2 separate regions of the Mus musculus genome follow, and region 2 is linked to region 1. A link is a contact called in public Hi-C data. All regions are on one chromosome and are shown on one strand. The core of a region is the stretch at or near the end of the contact, and the rest is flanking DNA. Distances in the headings are between cores, read along the strand shown. Region 1 has its middle 12 kb from the start of Gm30327. Region 2 has its middle 27 kb from the start of Zfp648.

Region 1 (7,350 bases), core at 3,023-5,522:
TCTTTGGTGAATCATGGACTTCTTCCCTGCTTGTGGTACTCCCAGTCCTTCCAGAGTGGGCTGATGAACCCCAAATCTAAGACACCTGGCTCTTGAACCCATTCCTGAAGAATAGCTAGTGGCTGTTCTCATCTATACCCTCATTCTCCTGTCTGGTTCTATTCCTAATAACATCTAATATTGCAAGAACTCTGTCCCTGGGAACTGAGAATCACACCGCCACTACAGGAATGGCCTTTGCAGAGCTCAGGGATAAACCATTTGTCTTCTTTAGCATCAACAATACACCCAAGCCAGGTGTCGAGGACTCGCCTTTAATCCCAGCACATGGGAGGCAGGGGTAGGCTGATCTCTGTGAGTTCTGGGCCTGCCTGGTCTATATAGTGAGTTCCTGGCCAGTTAGGGCTACATAAAAGAACCTTGTCTCCAAAGCAAACAAAGCATATACCCACTTAGTTTTGAGCCTTGGTCTCAGTTGTCAGGTAACTGGCTGATACTCTTTTCCAATGGAAGCTCCCTGGTCAAAGGTGGGGACAGATCCAGAGAGACAGTGAGCAGATAGATACAAAGCATCCTTCTATGTCCACCTCTCATCCCGGGTATCCTGCCCCACACTGCCTACAGATCTCACCGGGGAGTCTGCTCCTTCTGCCTGCCTGATGTGTGGAGGTTGGATGAAGAGGTACCGGTTCTCGATGCTAATTCATAATTAACTCTAGCTAAGAATGTTGCCTGAGTCTCAGAAAGCAAGTGTCTGTTCTTGAAATGTTGACCGCTGCCTTAGGAGTCCATTCTCATGACAAGTACCCAGAAGGGAATGCCAGTGCATTGGACATCAAATAAGAGATAGAGGCAAGACCAGTCATTGAAGAAAGAGCACAGGAAATTTCACCAAGGTGCCAGAGAGGTTGTCTCTAAGCTGCAGATTCGGGGCCCCTTTTCCTTGTGTCTGTGCTGTCCCATGGTTTACTATGAGCAAGAGTGGATCTTAGCATGGGTGGAAGGAATCACCTGTCAAGTCCGTTTTCCAAATGCAGAATAAGTTTCCTCATGACGCCATCACATCAGGAAATCTCAGCGAAAGCTGAGAGACAAACACAATGACTCATATCTGTAATGCCAGCATTTGAAAGGCTGAGGCAGGATCGCCACAAATTTTAGGCGAGCTTGGGCTACGCAGTGAGTTCCAGGCCAGCTTGAACTATGTAGTAAGACCCTGTTTCAAAATAAAACCTAATGAAATACAAGAAAACCCAAGAAGAAGGAGGAGGAGGAGGAGGGAGGGGATCGGGAAGGGAGAGAAACTGGACAGTTGGTACAAAGGCCTTCAGCTACTGCTAGCCTGAGACACAGGCTCCAGTGAAGACCTTAACTTTAACCGAGGACAGAGGGTGAGTTGAAAGCCACATGAGAGATTGTTCACTCAGGTCTGCAGAAAGCAAACTCAGAGACAGACCCAGGCACCCAAGGACCCCACAAGCACAGGTTACCCCTCAGAACATGCTCCAGAGATGTTCAGGGAATCAGAGGGAGGCCAAGTAAAGAAGCCAAAAGGGAGCTGTCTGCTATAGCACGGAAACTGCTCCAAGTCGGGAGCTGGCAGGTTTCCAAGGCAGGTCAGCCCCCCAGCTCAACTCAGGGACTCCTACGCCTCCTATTCTTTGCCTGACTGTTTCTGTCTTTCTGTTTTATCTCCTGCCTCAGCCTCCAGCCCCCACCCCACACTCATTGTGTCATCCTCAACTGAGCTTGTTTCCCCAGGGCCTGCAGCTGTGGCCGGCTGGCCCAGTGACAGTCACACCCCAGCTTTGGAAAGGGAACTAACTTATGAGGTCTCAGAGGAAGCTAGGGTAGGACATGGTGGGGACAGGACAGACACCAGAGCTTGTGCTAGACTCCTGGCATGGCAGAGAGTGACTGAGCATGCCCATCCTCACGCCGCCCACACCCCATATTGCCTGTTGTCTCTTGAGGAATTCTAAAGTAGGGGCGAGAAGGTAAGGTTTCTGAGGAGAGAAGCTGTCAGAATACAGGAGAGAGAAGGGCAGGTGTAGAAACGTGGCAACAGACCAAGCTTAGCACTTGAGAGACAGAGGCAGCGAGATCGTATGGCTAATCTCATGGGGTGAACTGCCCACTTTTCCCACTATCATCCTGTAGAGTCCTCAGGAAATGATAATTAAGGAATAGTGACAGGTTAAACTGTACATGTAAAGTTGTGTGTGTGTGTGTATGTTTGCACTCATACATGTGTTTTATTTTGAAACAGGGTCTTCCAGCGGTGCAGTGGTGGCATATACCTTATCCCAGGGCTCCGGAAGCAGATCTCTGAATTTGAGGCTAGACTGGTCTACAGAGCAGTTCCAGGATAGCCAGAAGGGCTGTCTCAACAACAACAAAACCAAACCAAACCAAACCAAACCAAAAGAATTGAGAGAGAGGGGGGAAGGAGAGAGAGAGAGAGAGAGAGAGAGAGAGAGAGAGAGAGAGAGAGAGATTGATTCTTTATGTGCCCCAGACTCCAGACTGGCCTGGCCTTGAATTAACTCTTCCTAGGCTACACAGTGAATTGAAGGCTTGCCCAACGATCCTAGTGAGAGCCTTTCTTAAAATCAAAACAGAACAGAAGATCTGGGGCTGTAACGCATTGCTAGAGTGCTTGCCTAGCATGTGCAAGACCCCATACTTAGGATCCAGAAACAAAATGCCTAGCTAATTAAAGTTAAAGATTCAGGAGGGTTCATCAAGTCTTGGAGGATTCAGAGCTGTTATGATTCCCTGCTGGATATGACACCATCTGCTCTTTGGTCCTTGTTGTCCCCAAGTTTTCTAATAAAGATTTGACCCATATATAATAAAAAAAAAAAGTACCTTGGCAAAATGTAACCTGTCACGCACCCATTCCATGGCAACGACACGTTTGCTCTGGCACTGTGATGTGACAAGAACACGAACTTGAGAACCAGGCACTCGGCAAAAGTCTGGCATGAGTTTTAGCTGGGCAAACCTCTGTAACGCAGGCTGTCCCAGCTCCACCATGCACAGTTGTGAGAAACAGCGAGAGGGTCTACGTTCCCTACTGACATGCGCTTGGCACTCAGTAGGTGTGCTGGTCAGAACTGTCAGCTTGACACAAACCTAGACATATCTGGGGAGAGTTAATCTTAGCTGAGAAAGTGCCTCCAGAAGATTGGCCTCTAAGCAGCAAATCTATAGGGCATTTTCTTAGTGGTTGGTGTAGGAGGGCCCAGCCTGTTGTGGATGGTGCCACCCTTAGACAGGTGGTTCTGGGGTGTTTAAGAAAGCAGGCTGAGCAAGCCAGAGGGACCAAGCGAATAAGCAGCACTCCTCCATGACCTCTACATCAGTTCCTGCCTCCAGTTTCTTACCTCGCTTGAGTTCCTCCCGTGACTTCCCGGGATGATGGACTATAAGCTGTAGGATAAAATTAACCATTTCCTCCCCCATATTGCTTCTACTCTCGATGTTCTATCACGACAGTAGAAGCCCTGACTGAGACGGTAGGCGAAGGCTGCTGCTATCCTATCAGAAGTCAGCACTCTCTACAGTACTTCCATCCAAAAATGGCTATTGTGAATGGTGGGTTGACTAGGCCTATACCACCCTGAATGGGCCCAGAACTGTCTAGTCTCAGAAGCATTGGTGAAGTGATAAACCATGCCTCTGAGAACAGGGTCAGAACTATGGTATGGACTGTGGGTCAAATTCTACCAGCTACCCACTTAGCACTGACTGAGAGGGATTCTCAGTTTTAAGCCCTTTAGGTAGGAAGGAGGTGTCTGTCACGAAGAAAATCGAAGCCAGAGGATTAGAAGTTCAGGGTCATTCTCAGGTATGGGTTGCCTGGGCTAGCCTGAGCTAATGAGATTCTGTTTCAACTAAACAACAATAAGAACAAAACCCACATGAAACACCTATCTTTAATATTTCAGGGTCCACAGATGGTTTCTCAGGAAGACAGCCACACTCACTCATTTACATGTCTTCTATGGTGGCTGTGGCATTTCAATGGCAGACCTAAGTAGGTGCCACAGAGCCCCCGAGGTTGACAAAGCTTAGTATCCTTCTTGTCCCTACAGAAAAAGATTGGTCAGTCCTCCGTTAGGATCAATAGACCAATGCCAGCCCAGGCTGAGACAATTTTTTTTTCCCCTCAGTCACCAGAAAGTCCTCACCAGCACACACATACTCTCTCCTTGGCTCATTCATCAGGATGTTGTTAACACCAGCTGGCCTCCACTGTGGAAAGCGTAAGACAGGATTAGGCTGTAAAATATGACTGTTATTTTCTGAGCAAGCATGGGGGGTGCGATTCCAGTCACCCCTACTGAAAACCACTCAATGTGCTCTTTGTCCTCCAGGCCCTTGATCTCTCATTCTTATTACAATTTCTCAGGGCCTGCTGTGTCCTATTTGAACTGGCTCAGCCAGGGGTAAAAGAAAAAAAGAAGAAAAAAGAAGTTGGGCTTTGTCCACACCTTCAATCAGACTGGAGAGAGGTCAAAAAGAAGAAAATGAGGAAGAAGAAGAATTAAAATAAAACTTAGTGTTGCCTGTGTAGCAGGCACTTTGATGAAATATGGTAATTTGTCCTCATTAGGGTTACTGTTGCTAAGATGAAACACCAGGACCAAAGACAAGCCCAGGAGGAAACAGTTTATTTGACTAACACTTCTATACCACTGTTCAACATCGATAGAAAGTCAAGGCAGGAACTCAAACAGGGGAGGGACCTGGAGGCAGGACCTGATTGATGCGGGAGTCATGGAAGGGTGCTGCTTATGGGCTTTTCCCCCATGGTTTGCTCAGCCTACTTTCTTATAGAACCCAGCACCACCAGCCCAAGGGTGGTTCCCACCCACAATAGGCTGGGCCCTCCCCCACCAATCACTAATTAAGAAAATGCCCTACAGGCTTGTCTACAGCCAGATCTAGGGAGGCATTTTCTCAGTTGAGGCTCCTTCTCTGATGACCCCAGCTGGTGTCAGGTTGTTATAAAACCATCCAGTACAGTAATGAATAAGAAAAAGTCCTCAAGAGAGCAGGAGACAAGGAAGGAAAAGACTTCATAAAACAATGTAATGAATGCTATAATAGAAGTATGCACAGCATGAGGGGAGGAAAAGGTAATTCATGTGTTATGGTCCTGAAGAGGAACATTAGAAGAACTCATGGGAAGGTCACCAGACAATCAATTCTTCTTCTTCTCCTCCTCCTCCTTGCCTGACCTTCTCCTCCTCCTCCTTTTAAATGTATGTCTATGAGTGTTTTGCCTGTATGTATGTCTGTATACCAAAATAAAACACATGAACGACTCCAATAAGAAAGCCTTTGCCCAAGAGGCCCTGAATGATGGAGAAGCTGCCAAGGTGAGAGGAGAGGGCAAAGACCTCATGATCCAACAAGCCAGGTCACATGTGGACATTTGAGCAGGAGGGCTGGGCAGGAGCAGGACTCCGGGAAATAAACTGGGATTATACTGTAAAGGACTCATGGCACCTCTGTTAGCCAAGGAGCAAAGCTCTACCCTCAAAGATGTGAAGAGAACAGAGAGAGAATCAAGCATGTGCTTTCAAGGTTACCCTTGGTTACAACACAGAGGGATTCACTGGCTTAGAGAAAGCTTGAATTTAAATAAACAAATGAGGGCTGGAGATATTGCTTCATAAAGGTACTTTCTGTTCTTCCAGAGAGCCCAAGTGCAGTTCTTAGCACCCACATTAGGCAGCTCATAACCACCTGTATCTCCAGTGCCTCTTGACTTCATGGGCACCTTCACACACATGGCATTCACTCATACAAACATATACATGTGAATAAAATAAAAGTAAAGTTTAAAAGTAAATAAACAGGTCATGAGTGACAGAGAAAGTTGGCAAGAAGAAAGATCATGGTACAGCGTTAACAAGACTTTATAACATACTAAGCTTAGATGAAGGAAAAGAAAGAAAAGGGATGAAGTCTGGTCTCTGAAGTGGTCATCTAAACAGATGTTGGTGCCCAATTTTGGAAAGAGTAAATGACAAAAGACTAGCATTTCAACTGAGAATGAAAACCTACTAGGGCATGATGAATCTGGTAGTTGACGTGTGGCATGGTATTTGGGGTTATCCAGGTTGAGTAGACATTTATTGTGACTTTAGGGCACCTGCCCAGAAATGTAGGTGCTGAGTTCCAGGACAGCCAGGGCTATACAGAGAAACTCTGTCTTGAAAAACCAAAAACCAAAAACCAAAAAAAAAAAAAAAAAAAAAAAAAAAAAAAGAAGAAGAAGAAGAAGAAGAAGAAGAAGAAGAAGAAGAAAGGAAGGAAGGAAGGAAGGAAGGAAGGAAGGAAGGAAGGAAGGAAGGAAGAAAGAAAGAAAGAAAGAAAGAAAGAAAGAAAGAAAGAAAGAAAGAAAGAAAGAAAGAAAGAAAGAAAGAAAAGAAGAAAAAGAGAAAAGAAATGTAGGTGCTACAAATAGGCCTCTAAGAATTATAAGGAAGTGGAGAGGCTAGCAAGATGGCTCAGTAGTTAAAAGAACCAGCCGCTCTTCCAGAGCACCTAGGTTCAACCCCCAGCATCCAAATGACAGCTTACAACCATCTGTAACTCCAGTTCCAGGGTATCTAATCCCCTTTCCTGGACCCTGCAGATACCAGGCATGAATATGGTATACAGACATACATGCAGGCAAAACACTCATAGACATACATTTGGAAGGAGGAGGAGGAGAAGGTCAGGCAAGGAGGAGGAGGAAGAGGAGAATTGATTGTCTGGGGACTATGCCTTTAATTGCATCATTTGGGAGACAGAGGGAGGTGGATCCCTGTGAGTTCAAGGCCAGTGTTTTGGATAATAACAGCCTTCATAGGCTCATATGTTTGAATATTTGAGGTTCCAAATGACACATGCCTTTTCCACCGTACTCTCCACCTCCTGCTTATATTTAGAGACATGAGCTCTCAGCTGACCCTGCCATCGTGTCTTCACTCCACCATCATGGACTCTGACTTCCTGGAACCATAAGCCAAATTAAACACATTTTTTAATTTTATAAGTTATTTTGATCATAGGGTTTTTATCACAGCAATATAAAAGTAAATAATACACAGGGTTACATAGAGTCTTAAAATAGCAATAATAATGATAATAATAATAATAATAGGACCAACAAAAGTCAAGTATTGGCTTTACAAGCCTGACTACCTGAGTTTAGTCCCTAGAACCCACATGTCTTAGTCACTGCTCTGTTGCTGTGAAGAGACACCATGACCATAGCAACTCTTATAAAAGGAAAAAAAAAGCATTTAATTTGGGTTTGCTTACAGTTTCAGAGGTTTAGTCCAT
Region 2 (6,385 bases), core at 591-3,090, 200 kb before region 1:
CTCAGACCCCCTTAGGGAAGCACTGGTTCTTCTCAAACTTTGGTGGCAAATGCATCCTATAATTGTTGTCCTGGTCCCAGGTGACTCATCTCCCCAGCATCAATTTCTTCCTTGCTGTGGTTGGGCTGAGATTTCATCTGTGTTGGGGGCCTGATCCCTGGAATGGCAGAACTGAGAGCTAGGAGAGCCTCCAAGAGATGAGGCCTAGTGGGAACAACTTAGGTGGTTAGAGATGTGCCCCCCCAAGAGTCATCCCCAAGGAAGGTCTATTAGAGGAGCAATCTGACCCCTACATTTCTCCCTTGCTTTCTTTATTAAGATGTAATTCCTTGCTCTGGAATACACTCTTGTCATTTCCATCCTCACCAGAGCTGAACAACACTAGAACCTCAGACCTTCGAAACTGTTTGTCATAAAAATAGCCTTGTTTATTTCATTATGGTAACAAAAAATCCTAATACACACTTGATCTACTTCCAGGTATGGTATGGCTGTCACAACATACTGATGCTCGTCTGTAGTATGTCAATGATAGTCATACATCAGCCTTCATCTGTTCCACTCCACTCCCCCACTCCCATTACAGTGCAGACATATACCTGTCACAAACATACTCAAGAATGATACAGTCCCTCGTTTGAGCCCTGAGCTCTATCCTACACATGGAATTTCTTGAAGTACAGATAAAGAGGGGCCTGTGGAGCGTCAACCACTGTGATAGCTCATTGGATAGGTCAACTCTATACCTCACATGACATAAGAATCCATGAAAAACTCCGCATAGGTACCAAAGACCAGCCATGCCATTGGGCCAGATCAATGTATATTATTGAATTCCTTAGCTTACACAGTATAATGTGCATACATTCAACAATTATAACAGAGAGAGAAAGAGAGAAAAAGAGAGGGAGAGGGAAAAGAGGAAGGAGGAAGAGAGATGGAAAGAAGGGGAAAGACTTCATCAGATTCAATTTGAGCATCTAAACATGGGCTCTGGAGAAGGCAAAGGGCGGGGACCAGCATGAAGCTATGATCTCCCATTGAACTATTTGGTGAGCTATAAACTCTGCCTGTCCATTTGAGGCAGACTGGGCTTGATCTGAGTATCCAGCACAGGAAAGGTGAGAGCCAGCCCCTGCCTATGAGACTGTCTCACAGTCATGTGAATGGCCTTGCTTAAGGCTACACAGTAATGGGAGTAGGTGGGGTTGGGGGTAGTGGATTGGAGCATCAGTGTGTTATATAGCTTCTCCGGGCCAGAGACACTGCTGTGCCTCTATGTTTCATCTAGAACTGAATTCTGAGTCAGGTTTACACTTGAGTAACTCACTTAAATCCTGGGAGCATTAAGAGATCTTCCAGGTTGGGACACATGACTACACTATAAGGATGTTTTATTTGGTGTGTTTGTTGTTGTAGGAGTAGTTTGTTGCTGTTGTTTGTTTGCTTGCTTGCTTACTTGCTTTCTCTCCTAAGTGAAGTTCAGATCACAGAAGTGACTTGCTCAAGACCACAAAGATATCAGAGGCATGAGTCTTTTGATGCTTAATTCACAAAAGCTTCCTCCTTTGAAACTCCAAATCGTGGCCATTATCTGGTCTGAGACTCAACATGGAGCCAGGGCAGGAGAGGGATCCAGCAGTAGTCAGACTTAACCGCATCAGGCACAGCGCCCATGTTCCTCCAGGTCGCCCTTTTGGGAGGCAGTGATGTCTAAGTGCTCACTCAGTCCATGGCTGAGAACATAGAATCAGAAGGCAGCTGACGTACACACGGTCTGGACTACCCATGTGAGGCTGAGAGAGAAGTGAAAGCTCTGGGCATCTGTTCCCTGTCTGTACAATGTGACCAGAGCAGGCAGCTGCTTCATCCAGTTCCTTTGAGCTAGGCTAATCAGTGTAACCCACTAGAACTCTGCGTGGCACAGCTGTAAGTATTCAGCTTAGTATTGTTGCTACTGCCAGCTGTTCTTTGTTTGTGTGATCACCTTATTCATATGTTAGAAGGTTTTAAAAGATAGGAAGAGGAGGAGGGCTTGACTTGAGTAGCTGAAAAGAAGAGAAGAGGGGGGAGGGAGAGAAGGAAGCAGCAGAAGAAAGGGGAAAGGAGGAGGAGGAAAGATGGAGGGAGAAGGAGAGAAAGAAAGGCTCAATTAATTATGAAGAGATGGCAAGCTAACAGCAGTTGTTGCAGGCCCTAGACACCACCACCACCACCACCACCACCACCACCACCACCACCACCCCCAGTCACATGCTGTTGCCCCTATAAAGCTAAGCCAGGCATTCGAACTGGGCTTCCTCAGAAACAGTTGCTATGGCTGAGGAGCACAGACAACCTGGTTTCTCTCTTCCTCCAGGCTTTGATCTTATCCACCCATCACACAGGCCCCAGTGCAGTCTGATCACAATACAAAGCACCGATGAAGCCACTGTGTAACCAGGCCGCCAGCAGCTCCATGCTGCCTCAGACGTACGGCACACAGGCATCTGCTTCTTGGCCTGGCTCTCAGGGTCCAGGGTAAAGTTTCTCATATTTAAAGCTTCCTCCAGGCTTCCTCCCAAGAAGAACCTAGATGCTAACCCATTATGGTCCTCTTGCTCTCTTGTTCCTCCTCACAGGATCCAATCAGCTCTTTTCCCCAGGGAGCTGCTGGTGCCTGACTTTGTTTATTTGTTCCCCCCAAAGGTGGAGCATATGAGGAAGGAAACTGAAGTGGCCCTTGTTGTGGTAGAGAATTGGCTTTGATGAGGAAACAGAGGGGCTGGGAGGCTGAGAATATGTCCCTTGCATGTGCACAACACCCTCTCTAGAGAGAGGATTGCAAGAGGCTTGTTGAAGAAGTATTGTTAGATTTGGATTAGTTAGGTGTCCCAGCTATTATAATATGCAAATACTCAATCCTCAGTGACTTAATACAGTAGATGTTTATTTCTCTGTCTTGCAAAATGCAGTCTGGGGATGTCCTCAGGCAATCAAGCTGGCAGAGGCACAGCCTTCTTCAACAAGCAGCTTCCAGAATCAGTGGGAGTGTAGGTCCCCAGCCTCAGAGAGAGAGGAGCAGGCAATCAAAGAGGAGCAGAGACTCCTCAAGTCAGTCTTAGGAATGGTGTGTATCACTTATCACTTTGGTCCATATTACATTAGCTGGAACTCAACCCTGGGGCTTCTCTGCCCTCAGAGAACTTGGATAATATAGCTCATGTTGGAGTACCCTTTCTAGCAACTGCACAACACAGGCAAGGGGCATGACTATGGTAGAACCAGCCAACTATTGCCAGCTCCCAATAAGAGACTTTGTAGAATGAGATTCATTAACAGGATCCCAGCTCTTCCTGAAGTGGAAGATAGGGAGAGACAAGACCTAAGGAAGAGTGGGGCATGAAGCAGTCTAGGGAGTGTGGAAAACAGGCTCACGGGAGTGCCCAGGCCACACTCAGCTGAGCTTCAGGACAGCAGCACCTGCATACAAGACAGAATGAGTGGCTACTGACCCATAGCCAGCGTACAAGCATGGCAGACTGGCATGGAGCTGGAAGGGTGATATCAGAGCCATTGAACCAAGGTGCCTGAAAGGGGTTGGCACAAGAGCCCTTTTAATGCTTTGTTTGAGCAGAACAACGGAAACTTAGGTCTGTCCCAGGGATGATGAGGAGGTCGTGAGCAATGGGAGAAACAATCCTCACATTTCTATTTGTCCAAAAAAAAAGTTAGGAGTACTGACTGGAACATGCTGAGTCCCCAAAGAATGGGGTGTGTTCAAGCAGTGTGAGGAGTATCATGGCAGTCTGAAGGCATGGACTCAAATGGATACATTCCAGTTTTCAAAATAAAGCAGGTAAAATGACTTAATGTCCTCAATGCCAGGCAAAACCTCTGACTGTACGATTATTTGACATGTGTTGCTACACACCTGTTGTATGTTGAATTCTGTTCTGGGCCCTGGAATGCATCAGTAAACAAAATAACAGAATCCACTCCTTTGGTGTGACAGAGGTAGAGATGTAGCAGAGTGTGACTATATATATATATAATTTTTAAGAAAATACTTTAATATAAGGTTTGCTGGAAACCTGACATTGATGTTGCCCTGTTGCCCTGGTGTTGGGAGGTGAAGCCAGTGAGAGATGAGTAGTCTCGAAGGTAGAGCCTTATGAATGAATTAATGTTATTCCAAGTGTGGATTTATTAGAGAAGTGAGTTTAGACCTCCTCTCCTCTCCTCTCCTCTCCTCTCCTCTCTCTCTCTCTCTCTCTCTCTCTCTCTCTCTCTCTCTCTCTCTCTCTCTCTCTCTCTCGTCCTCCTGTCTTCCTCCATGGGATGACAGATCATAAAGGCCCTTGCCAGTTAGAAGGACCATTCTTGGATGTCCCAGCTTCCAGGACCATGATCCAAGATATTTTTATGAATAAATTGTCCAGTCTCAGACAAACTTTGATACCAAAAGAAAATGAGCAAAACCAAGTTTATCAATGAACATGTTGGGATTATAAAGGGCCTAAAGTAGTGTGAGAGTAAGCCCAAGAACTAGCCTCAGCATATTCCAGAGTTGGGAAAACAGGAACCATCATGAAGAGACCAAGAAAGATGACCTAGAAGACAGAGAGGGTGGTACTCTGGGGGCTCAGTGGAGATAAAGGCTCCCAGGAAGGGAAGGATATACTGCGTCCCTCCTGTTGAGAAGTCTCTTAAGACAGCAGCTGAGAACTGAGCATTGAGAAGGCTGGTTAAAGGAACTGTTAATGAATCTTTGGAAAGAGCAGTGGTGATTAGCAGTCAAGACTGAGTAACTAAGAACAGATTTTTCTGAATGAATTTTTAATTATTTCATTATTATTTTTAAGACAATGGCCCATGCAATACCAATACCATACATAGTAAGTTCAGATTTCAATACAGTGTTTGAAAAAAGGGAATCGTCAGGTATCCTCAAACATCATGGCAAAAAAAGGTCCCATGAAACATTGACATGCTCTTGGTTTGTTTAGGAGTTTTAGCCAGGACTCAAGACAGAGTGATTCATTGGAGTGAAATCCCAATTCACAAGTGTTACAAAATTAAATTAAATAATAAATAAACAAATAAATAAATGGCAAGATGCAAGCACACAGACAACTCACAGGATCCTAAATAATTCTGGTGAGTTAGAATGAGGGATATATATATATAACAAAATATATTTAACAAAAATGAATGGAATTCTCATATTGGTACCAAGAACTAAACATCCAGAGGGGAAGGATCAGCATTTAGTGAGGAACAAGACAAAGTGGCCAGGGAATTTATTCTGGCAACAAGGTCTATATAAAATACTGGAGTGATGGTCACTTAATATTGTACTATATATATCAATTACTAAGTTGTGCTGATCAAGCGTCACAATATTCTTTTCCAGCAACATGTTTAAGGGAGAAGATTGACGTGCTGGGGTGCATATGGAACAGTCAGGGCTGGTTGTAGTGGTGCAAGCTTACAGGATAAGGCTGGAAATGTAGAGGTAGGTGGATCACACATTCAAGGGCAGCCTGGGTTATATATTTTGCAATGTGTGGTGGTGTAGACCCTTGATCCTAAGACTTAGGAGGCAGAGGCAAGAGAATTCCTGTGTGACTGAGGGCAACTTGGTTCACATGGAGTTCCAGGCCACCCTCTCTCAAAGAGACAGACAGACAGACAGAGACAGAAAAAAGTCAAGACTCATAACAACTATTGCAAATAGGCTTCCAACTTCGGAACCTCTCCCCGCAGTTTTACATATTACTCTCAGGGTGGTTTTCCTTATACTTAAACAAGATCACAGCACTGGCTAAGTTAAAGTCTTCAATGTTCTTTCCCCACTGTCTGAGGAATAAAACTCAAGATTCTAACCAGGTCTTCTCCAACTGCTTGCTAGAGCTCTCTGCTGTGACTACCCTGTTCCCTAAGCTTACTGCATTGACTCTCACTAGGTTTGTCCTGTGGATTTTAGTGCTCCCTAAATAGCTCTCAGACCATCCATTTTCTCCTGTCCCGTTTTTGTTGTTGTTGTTGTTGTTGTTGTTTTGTTTTTTTCCCCCAAATATGTGTTTCTGGGTTGCTTTTGGTTGGTTGGTTGGTTGGTTGGTTGGTTGGTTGGTTGGTTGGTTGGTTGGGTTTTTTGTTTTGTTTTTGTTTTGTTTTGTTTTGTTTTGTTTTGTTTTGTTGATGACAGGGGAAGGGTTGTTTGGGGGATTTTGTTTTGTTTTGTTTCTTACCTGTATCACAAAACTAGATTGTAAAATTCCCAAGGGCAGGGACAAAGTCTCTTCTTTAACTCTTATCTTATTTGTGAGAACACATCTTGTTTCCAAACAGGTACTAAGTAAATGGTCATTAAATGAGCAAAAGAGTTGATGAGTTAGCACGA

Evidence for each region. Hi-C and Micro-C count contacts between places; a contact is called where the count stands out from the background.
Region 2: a contact with region 1 is called in a Hi-C map of muscle stem cells, with 2.1 times the contacts expected there. The contact joins two enhancer-like sites. A contact is called at or near these places in 7 of 484 Hi-C or Micro-C datasets (the G1E-ER4 cell line, cerebral cortex, liver and 2 more).

Annotation. Positions count from the first base shown.
Region 1 is chr1:153,975,478-153,982,827 of GRCm38.p6, reverse strand. No RefSeq gene overlaps it. Among named protein-coding and RNA genes, the nearest start is that of Gm30327, 12 kb to the left of the region's middle. Within about 2 kb of position 4,272, at least 24 of the 459 cell types and tissues checked have an H3K27ac peak or open chromatin away from gene starts, as enhancers often do. A contact at or near this core is called in muscle stem cells, where this site is marked.
Region 2 is chr1:154,170,961-154,177,345 of GRCm38.p6, reverse strand. No RefSeq gene overlaps it. Among named protein-coding and RNA genes, the nearest start is that of Zfp648, 27 kb to the left of the region's middle. Within about 2 kb of position 1,840, at least 36 of the 459 cell types and tissues checked have an H3K27ac peak or open chromatin away from gene starts, as enhancers often do. A contact at or near this core is called in muscle stem cells, where this site is marked.